2 separate regions of the Mus musculus genome follow, and region 1 is linked to region 2. A link is a contact called in public ChIA-PET data. All regions are on one chromosome and are shown on one strand. Each heading gives the region's core, a stretch centred on a gene start, on an enhancer-like site or on the middle of the called end of the contact. The rest is flanking DNA. Distances are from core to core; before and after follow the strand shown.

Region 1 (4,979 bases), core at 281-2,780, 900 kb after region 2:
TACAATGAAGATAATGGTTTCATCAAGGCCTTCAGAAACATCCTTGGTATTACTCTACTTAATGTAAGCAAAAACATTTTAAAATCTACTCCTGGTGGGCATGTGGGATGTCTCAGAATTTGGACTCAAAGTGCTTTCTGGAAGTTAGATGAGTAGTATGGCATTTGGCATAAGGCTGCTTTCCTCAAGAGTAACTGTAACCTTCCCATGCACAAGACGATGAACTCAGATCTTAGCAGAATCTTGAAAATCCCAGAGATTCAAAGAGCCCCCTGAGCACCACACAAGAAGATTCAGTGTAGAGTCTTGAAGAAGAATCCACTGAAGAACCACAAAGACTATGCACAGGAATACCATTCTTCCTAAGGCCAGAATCACAAACTTCAGGTGAAAAACTGGAAACAGCAGCCACTGCACAGGCAGCCAACTTGAAGAAGGTTGCAGCACAGGAGACTGCAGACAAGAAGTCGGCTGTAGGCAAGGAAGAAAGGAAGCCCAAGGATGTCAAGAAGATAAGAAGCCTGCAGGGGAAAAGGGTTGTGGCTACCAAGAAAACCAGCAGAAAAGAAACCTACCACAGAAGGAAAAAAGCCGGCTGCATAAACGATTAAAATTTGTTTCATTCCAGAGAGCCAATAGAGACAGTCTATTTGAATAAAAACATAACCAAAGGGGAAAAAACTAGCCCACACAAAAACACATAAAAAGAAAGCTATCTTGCTAAAATTCAATTGATTGAAAGAAAATAGAAAATCTAAAATAGCAATAAAAAATGTCAGAACTTCAGTACAACTGTCGCTTTTAAATGAAAGCAAATATTTTATAATAAATTGATAGATTATATTCTGTTTTTTAAAATGTGTGTGATGAATGTGAATTCAAGCATCAAATGGGGTACACTGAGGCACAGAATGGAAAACTGATTTCTTGGAACCTCACTAAGTGTATGAAGCCATCTACAAAAAGTGACAAATGCCATTACATAGTCTCGAGGTCTCATTTTATATACCTCCATTAAGGAACCCCTTTGTGATTTCACATATGTGACAGTGTCTGTGGGGCCACATAAGGATCCCATATTTGAGGCTGTGTCTGTCTTAGCCCTAAATCCAAGATGTACCAGCCAGGACACAGTCAGTAACTCTTCAATCTTCATATTGTAAGAAACATTTAATATTAGACTGTCCTGACAAACACTACAAAACTTTTGTTTACAACAAGGAATTCCAATCTCTTTACTTTCCCCATCTGGTAAAACCTTTATGCAAATGTTTTCATCCTTTCCAGGGTAAGCCTGATTTTACACAAATGCCCTGCTTGGCATCATCATATCTTAATGGTTCACTGCTCTGCTCATCTTCATTGTTTGCTCCAATTGTTTTGAAATTATCTACCCTCAAAAGACCATGAGGTCAAATCTCAGCCAATGGGGAAAAGACACAGTCAGCGGCTAGTTAAACACAAACTAATTGCACTTCCTGTGCAGGTGTGCTTGCTCACCCACAAACCGAGTTCACTTCCTGGGCAGGTGTGCTTGCTCAACCATCATTGTGAATAACACACCCTTCTGACAGGAAATAAACTTCTTTGTTGAGACACTTTAACCTGATTGTAATCTCTTTCTTTGCAACTTCAAACTTATTTCTAACAGCATCTTTCCTTGCCTCGTCCTAAATCAGTCTTGACTTGCTTAGGGAAGCCCTATTGCTGTTATGTAAGAGTACTAAACATTGTCTTATTGCCTTAAGCCACTGTGATTTCCAATGTTCTCTACTTGCCCCCTAAAGGTCAATGCTTGATCCAGGATCCACAGACTCACAGGCATGCAACATCAGTGAGTATTTTCTACCTTGACTTTCCCAACCACCAAGGCTCATCTGTTTAGTCCCTTTATGATGAGTCTGGCTATTTTACCCTAGTCTTGACCCTCATGGGATCTTTTCCAGGACTTCAAATGAATCCCTGAATGCTAGGCCTTCCATTTTTCCTCAGCCTAGCCTTGTTTCAGATATACCTCATTCTACCTCTGACCTTCTGATGTGCCTCCTTTGGTCCTTTCCAGGCTACCACTCAGTAGCAAGTAGCAAGGCTGTGGTCAATTATATCACATGTGGTTCCTGATAGACATCAAAAACTTCCATACCCACAAACCAGGCCTGGCTTGTCCAGCCTCTGCCCTATGCCCAAGCCTCAACCCTAGCTTCCAAATCTGCTATTTAATTTGCCCTTCTGCCCTGTTAAAGCCCTGCCAAGAAAATTTAATAACTGTAATTGCTTGCTGTAGTCATAATTAATCTGGAAAATGTGGAAGTGGTCTGTGTTACAGGTAGGAGTGCTTTACACAGGGATCTAGAGACATTCACACATGTAGCAAAACCAGAGGAAATTTGGCTACCAGCACTTTCACAGAGAACTTGCCTCAATCAGGATGTGGCTGATCCTCTAGGACTCTCTAAAAGCATCTTTGGAAACTCTACCTCTTTCTAACCAAGTGTTCCTACTGAAAACTCTCTACTAGGACCTAGGCAGGGAAGTATTCTTAAAAGGGCATTTCCCAAATTCTCCTCTGCCACAGGAACTTGAAGGAGGGGAAAATGGTCTGAATACAGACACAAGTGGTTAACCAAAATGATATATTCTACATTTTGCTTCCAGTGAGGCCCCTACAAGTAGACTCTCCTAGTTGGAGCCTGATCCTATATCCTCAGTCTGACTAAGGCATTGATTCAAACCAGATAAACCTTTTAGGACCAGAATGGTACTTGCCATATGACCCAAGTTTTCTGCTTTCTGGAGTCTCTGAGGAACAAAGATTTTTCTAGGACTGAGACAGACAAACCCAAGACACCAGAGGGCTTCATTCCTGGGACCTTAGATGTTCAGGCCACAGATGTTTCCTCAAGGTAGGCATTTCCTCAGGATAACTGTGGAGCTGACACTGGTTCTTCAGATCTCAGCTTCCATTTCTCTACAAGCTCACATACACAGAAGCCTGAAGGCCAAGCCATAGATGTCCCCATACCACAGGTTTCCCAGCCAACCAAATTGGCCATTGTCATTTAAATATCTCTAACCAGAAGTCCCAACATGAAGTATACTAAAAAGCTTCCCAATTCTGGGCTCCCTGTCATAGATGTATGTGAATGCTTTTCTTAACTTGAGTTCATTAGATAATGGGATTAGCATAGCACAAAAAAATACTTGTTTTTGCACAAAACCATTACATCTGCAGAATAGTATAAGTCCTCCTAGATGCATTCAAAAGCAACCCCACATAGTTAAAACGTATCTTTCTAAATCCCATATTCTCCAAACTACATTGTCTGTCCTGTCAATTGTACATCCAGGCATCATGCTCCTGAAACAATTGTTCTCTATATGTACATTAGAGATATTCTTTCCATTTACAATGTCCCGTGAAGGGTAGAAGACATAGTTCAGTGGTAGAGTGCTTGTCCAAAATGTGTAAAATCTGAGTTTGACTCCCACAACTGCAAAGAAAGAAAAGGAAATGAAAAAAGGAGAAAGAAAAAGAGAAGGGAGGAGAGGGAAATGGAGAGGATCCCCTTAAAATTATGTCAGTTTCTTGAGACACTGTCAAATGCAACAAAACGCACTGTAGTTCACAGGACTAATGTCATTCTGTGCTCCTATATGGTTGTGTATGTGTGTGTGTGTGTTTGTGTGTGTTCTTCTGAAAAGCACTGAGGATAATAGTTATTTACCTTAATAATGTCCCTAGCCCCATGGTCACAGACATACAATGACCCAATGACATTAGAAATGATCAAGAGAAAACTTTCAGGTAGAATTTAGAATCAAATAAATTGTTAAAATGTTGCCTCATAAATTAGAATGTTTCTAGTTTTCCCCAATTGGGAATGCACACTCCATACTATACTGAGTTGTATAAAATAGAGATTTTTGGATAATAACAAAAAAAATTAATCAAAAGCAGGATAAACACTAAGCAGAGAATTGTTGCTGAAAAGGGTCTAGCCTCCAGTTATTGTGAGCTATTACCCATCCTCAGACCCCAAGAAACCAGCACAGCAGTCTATATTGGCAACTCACCAAGTGATGCTTGATTTAGGTAAGTTTTTTAGTGCATTAAAACATTTATTCAAAACCTTGAAATTTTCCTACCTACTTTTCTGAAGTATTTTCTTGGGTTTGTTAAATAACTAGCAGAAAGCTTTTATGGATCTCAGCAGATACACTAAATGTCTGAAATTAACAAATAGACCTTCTAAGTAAGTAAAGGATTATTAAAGCGCTAGAGAGAAAATTCATGTGGAAATATAGGAAAGGTGGGGAATGAAAGACAGAAGCTCTGGGAAGGCTTCCAACACTTGTAGGAAAAGGAGATGGACATTGCCTTTCACTGAAGAAGGGAATTCCTATTTATGGTACAGACACTCCTTCATTTGAATATTTATTGTGATGACCTGTTTAATGGCTAGAGTAGGATGATGAATCTAAACATACTGAAGACTCCCTTTGGTCTGTATGAAACTGCTCTCTTCATCTCTTCTGAGAGGTTTTGTTTGAAGTCTGTTGAGTCACTTGTTAGAATGGTGTGAAACATGTTGTTTTCCTATTTTGTTTGTGTGGAATGAATCCTGTTCCATGGGTTTCATTTGCCTTTGATGGAGAGGTGTGTTTCTTTGAGGTAAGAAAATGGATAAATTCTTGTTGCTTTTGCAATCCAGCCTACTAGTTTGTGGTTATGGTGGAAGAACTAAGCATTACTATTGAATAGTGTGTTCGCTCCCTCCATTATGTTGATTTTGCTGTATTTTAAATACTTTTACTGCTTTTCTCTCACAGCTTTCAGTGATTGCTTTTTGGTTTGGTTTGGTTTGGTTGGGTTGGGTTTGGTTGGTTTGGTTTGGTTTGGTTTAGTTTGGTTTTGGTTAAATTTCTTTGTACTTGATATTTAAAACCTCTATTTTATGTAATTCAACTTCCCGGGTCTA
Region 2 (5,476 bases), core at 1,762-4,261:
CTGCCTGTGTGTGTCAATTTACTCTCCCTGTCCTGTGAATGTCCATCCCATTAGCCTTGAGGTTGTGCAAAAGTTACTTAACTGCCTCTCAATTTGATTTCAAAGGTAAGAATGAAAATCCACAAGGAAAGCATACATCATAGGAGACAGCTCTAAAACCTGATTTGATTAAAGATGCAAATTCAGGACTAATCCTTTGGAGCAAGGCTGGGTTCCATCTTCTTCCTCAATAATTGCACATCTTCTCTTCCTTCTCTGCAAATTAGGGATCATAATAGTTCTATTTGGCAGGATTTTCTTTCCTGTTATAAATAGATGGCTTCAAATCCAGGAAGCACTTAGCTAGTTTTCAGCAAGCTTTAACTTTAATCCTAACAATTATTAATTTTCAGCAAAAGTATCTACCATATGTTAGCAAGGTGTAATTCAGATTGAAAGCTTTCTCTAGGCTTACATTTTATTTTTTGTGAATTTTCATTGGGTTTCTTATTGAGAAAGAGTATTATTAAGTAGGCCAGCCTGCTCTCAAGAGCATTATCCTTAGGCCGCAGACACCCCAGTAGCTGGAACTATGATATGTATCATCAAACCTAGCATTTTAAGCTTAATTTTGAATTAGGGAATTTCTTGGTAATACTTTAAATTGAGAGTGGCTTGCTATTGCTATATTTGAAGTTTGCAAATGAAGTGAGAATGTGTTGATACTTTATATTAAACAATTTCAGATTTGCATAATTAAAATCTCCATGATTCTAATTTGCAAAAGCTATGAGTAGCTATGCATCTTACTGGACTGGATGAGTATTAAATGTGCCAATGTTGACTAGTCATTTAGCTTGGGGCCTGACGTGATTACTGATAATGATCTCTAGCAGATCTCAGAGTGGGCACTAGGCAGAGGAAAAGTGATTATTTCTTTCTCCCATGACATCCTACCATAATTTACCAGTACTTCACTGTCTTTCTTGTTTAGTGCAGAGTTGGTATGAGTGGGGACAGAAGAGAAGACCTTGCTAACTCCTTTCACCATAGACCCATGTCAGGAGGTGTCCCAGAAAAATAGGATAAATTTGAAAATTTAACCGGACTCTCTTCTTGTTCTACTCCTGATTACCTAGGATGTTCTGATCTTTATTTTATTTTATTTTTTCAAGAAAGGGTTTCTCTGTGTAGCCATGGCTGTCCTGAAACTCACTGTAGACCAGGCTGGCCTCGAACTCAGAAATTCACCTGCCTCTGCTTCCCAAGTGCGGGGATTAAAGGCGTGCACCACCACACCTGGCACTTGTTCTTATCTTTAAAACAACAACAACAAAGCCTGTGAGAAGAATGTAAGGAGCTGGTAAAGTCCTCAGGGCTCCTGGTTTCATCTCATGATTCCTATAACTCACGAATGTCAGTTTCAATAAGGTAGATTCTAACATTAACCTATTTACTGAGGATAAAAGTCAGCAGAGATTTGATACGGAACCAAAAATGAGTCTTATTTACCTTTCTAGAACAAATTTGTATTTTCTCTGTGTATTGATTAATCTGTTGCCGCCTCCCAATCTACATGTGTATCAGTTGTTTTTCTTATTTCTATAACCAAATGCCTGACAAAAACCATTGTCAGAGAGGAAGAATTAACTTTGGATCATGGTTGGAAGGTTAGTTATGTTTCTTACAGTTGTGACAATTTGCTCAATAGGAGCAACTTAGGCTGTGTCATTCTGTCATCCTGGAAGCAGCTATACAGACAAGACTAAAGACACTTCAATTCTGTTTGAGTTTACAGCAAAAATTAACCAAGAGATGAGTATATAGTCCACTGTAAGTGAGAAGGCACTCTAGTAGGGCTAGGTCTCCTCACCTGTATCTCTATAGAACCAGAAGCAGAAAATAACCTTCAGTGTCTCTAGTTTTACTGTTTCATTCTGGTCTCATGAGCTCCTACCAGAATAATGCATGCAGCTATGCTTAATGTTCTTTGGTCCTATGATCTACATAATCATACACTCACATTCCCAATCCAACTTTCACAACCCAACTTCTTGTTATCAAACTTCTGTGTTAGTTACTTTTAACATTTCTGCAAACAAATGCCAGGCAAGAAGCAATTTAATGGAGAAAAGCTGGCATTTGATTATAGCTTGAGGGTGTAGTCTATGAAAGCAGAAAGGGATGGTATAGTGTTTGGCTATTTTTTTCTCACCTTGTCACATCTCAACAAAACAGGATGTAGAGATGAGACAGGAAACATGCTTATGCTATAAACATAAAAGCTTATACTATTTGAAATATACTTCCTTTATCTAGACGCCAGACAACAAATTTCCAGAACCTTCCCAAACAATGCCCCCAGCAGTGGGAAAAATGTTTCCTACCTATATAATAAAATTAAGACAGTGAAAATTAAAAATTAATATAAGCCAACAATTCTTAGAAACTATGAACATTAACAATTGCTTCTTCCATAACTTATCTTTGGGAGGTTGACATTGTATACATCATTTTGAAAGCAGATACTCACTTATTTATTTATTTAAAGAGCGGTTTTGTGTTTCTTAATCACTATCTAGATAGAAATACACGTTACCTGGGACTACAGCCACACTCTAATGCATTTTCTCATCTGTCAACCACTTCAAGCTAGGATGCTGCTCTCATCATGCTGTGTTAACAGTGCCACAAGAGGAGTGAGTCTGAGCTGCTCACCTCATGTGTGGACCGGAAACACTAAGTTATGATTCAAGAATACTTCTACATGTCCCATGGGTACAGCCTGATCACAGAACTGTGCAACCTTAGTCAGGTCTGTGTAAACATTAAGTCACAATGAATTGGCCGGCTTACAAAGAGATGCTGGAAGATACTGTGCTGCAGCTAGAGCCATGTGAACAGTGTGCTGCTTACCTCTTTCCCATGCTGACCACTTCTAAGTGTGGTTTCTTCAGAATGAGAGCTGAGAGTTTGTCCACAGGGAAATGGCCCCAAGGTCTTTCATCTCACTCTCAAACTTTGTGCTTCAGAAACCACATCCAGAACAAAGAGCTTAGATCAAGAGAAGGATGTATTTCTGAAGGATGGTTGGCTCTGTATCAACTTCTGAGGTTTTGATGAATTGAAACATCAATTTTGAAGACAACCTGAAACTTGGGCTCCAAACAGTGAAACATGAATCTGTGTAGTTTTTATCTGAGAACAGCTCTCAGTTGTAACTGTTAAAATCTCTGTGCAGGTCTTGACCTTTAAATCCAGAGATTAAACAATCTATGTGACTAGCAGACCTCACTGAGCATTAGTAAGAGTGACTTTCCCCACACCTCATTGTGTCTAGACATAGATTTTAAAAAGCATTTTCAGACAACTGAGTGTAATGGAAGACAATCTTGAAAACTAATTCTGGAAGTCACATTTCATTAATGCCTTTGGTGGCAGCAGACAGGAGTGGTAACAGAGTATGATTTCACTTACAAAACCAAGCAGAAAATGAAATTCACATTGTGTAGCATTTGTATTCCTGGACATGAGTATTCTAAGCCAGTTTCTAAAACCAAGGGCACCAACCCTGGGGAAACATTAAACTGCCACAAAAAAGAAAATAATTAGTATTGTTCCTTGTAGTAGGAGTGAAGAAAGATCCTTACATAGGAAGCATAGCCTCTCTAGAAGGTAGTTCTGAGCTGTTATCCTGAAGGCTGTTGTAATGCTGCATTCCCCTAAGCTCCTGGCTAACTCCCTGTTTAGATAGTCACAGCTCCGGTTACCAGTATGTGTGCTATGGCAGTGCAGGGGTCAGCATATAACCAGAAAGGAAAGTGGCTCAAAGAAGGGCCAGGCAGAATTCTATCCAGCATTCCTTAAATTCCTATGGCATTAAGGGGAGCATCTCACTTTGGGGACCATACCATACTACCTTGGCTTAAAATCTCATCTTTGCTCTTTACTGAAGACAATTTGCTAAATATCTTACATTGAAAACTTCTTGCCAAAGCATGGCCAAAAGAGAATCTACCTTAAAATTTTGTGTTGAGAAATTACATGACAGTCATAAGATACACAATGTCATACTAGCATACTTATATTTTGGTCAGATAAGCAGATTTATTTATAATCATATATAAATGAGATATTTATGTACTAGTAATATAATATTTACTTAGTCAATAATACATAATTGACCTAAAATTTTTCATAGAATAAAATTTAAAACCACTTAGAATAGACTTAGAAATCACAATAAAAGAGATTCTCCCAGAGCAGTAACCAGATGTAACCTAGCTCATCTTGATTAGCAGAGTCCAATAACCTATTGCTATACTCATTTTTTTCTTTGTACTCTTTATCTATATACATTTATGCTAAAATCCACCAGGCAAAGGAGAACTAAGTGTTGTTTCCTCTTAAAAAGAAAAGAAAAGGAAAGGAAAGGAAAGGAAAGGAAAGGAAAGGAAAGGAAAGGAAAGGAAAGGAAAGGAAAGGAAGGGAAACAACAACAACAACAGGAACAACCAAACCTCAAACAAAATTTCCAGCACAATAAAAAAGGTGCACTAACATTGTGCTGGTGTGAATTACTAGCTATTTTATTCTAAAGTGTGCCTAAGTAAAGCCCATTAGTAGAAGTCCTAAAGAGATATGGGTGAAGCTAATTCGTGGTAGATTGAGGATTGATACAAGATTTAATTGAAGTAGCATTTTACTGTAAAAAGCAAGTGTTATCGGATCAGGATACAACAACAGCAAAACAATTGAACTCCACATTACCCACACTTTATTAACAAGACTCCTCACCAACTTTAGATTGTAGATAATAGAAAAAAATTACAACAATATATAAAGTAGCTATTATTTATGCACATAGTATATTTTATAGCTTCAATTTGTACTTTCTTTTCTCCTAATAATATTCTTATTTGTTCTTTGGTAATTCCACACATACATACAAGATATTTTGATTATGACCACTACTTATGTCTCCCTTCCAATTTTCTTGGACTCCCTTGATCACACTCCCTTCCCAACTTCACAAGCTTGTCTCTTGTTTTGTTTTGTTAAACGATCCCATTGATTAGTTCTGCCCATATGTTTGTCTGTGTGTGTGTGTGTGTGTGTGTGTGTGTGTGTTGGAGGGTGTCATCCACTGTGGCATGTGTAACCTACAAATGATTACATCATCATAAAAATGAGAGAAAATGGCTTTCCCTCTCCAAGTAGCCAAGAGTTTCTCCATTATTTGTGTTGGGATTTTGGCTGGCTTTCTTTTATTCAGGAGTTGGGCAAGTAGCCACAGCTGCTGAGTTCTGCAGCTAAATTTCATCCATCTTCCAGATGTCATTTCTTTTGGTACCCCCTAAATTTACTATCATCAGGTAATGATATGGTTGTTAATTAATTTAAGGCCTCAAAACAAATGAAAGGATTAGACCATTCTGAAAGCCTGATTTTGAAATCCCCACCAAAATACACAAAAATAATCAATTTAATTTAAAGG

What was found. ChIA-PET counts read pairs in DNA pulled down with a chosen protein or histone mark.
Region 1: a contact with region 2 is called in an RNA polymerase II ChIA-PET map of memory CD8 T cells, with 11 times the contacts expected there. The contact joins two enhancer-like sites. A contact is called at or near these places in 4 of 484 Hi-C or Micro-C datasets (CD4 T cells, double positive thymocytes, neural progenitor cells and 1 more) and 4 of 115 datasets of contacts at active chromatin or transcription factors (double positive thymocytes, large pre-B cells, memory CD8 T cells and 1 more).

The regions. Positions count from the first base shown.
Region 1 is chr14:16,172,016-16,176,994 of GRCm38.p6, forward strand. It overlaps the pseudogene Gm8517. Among named protein-coding and RNA genes, the nearest start is that of Oxsm, 69 kb to the right of the region's middle. Within about 2 kb of position 1,531, at least 65 of the 459 cell types and tissues checked have an H3K27ac peak or open chromatin away from gene starts, as enhancers often do. A contact at or near this core is called in memory CD8 T cells and regulatory T cells, where this site is marked.
Region 2 is chr14:15,270,355-15,275,830 of GRCm38.p6, forward strand. No RefSeq gene overlaps it. Among named protein-coding and RNA genes, the nearest start is that of Gm31658, 35 kb to the right of the region's middle. Within about 2 kb of position 3,012, at least 12 of the 459 cell types and tissues checked have an H3K27ac peak or open chromatin away from gene starts, as enhancers often do. A contact at or near this core is called in memory CD8 T cells and regulatory T cells, where this site is marked.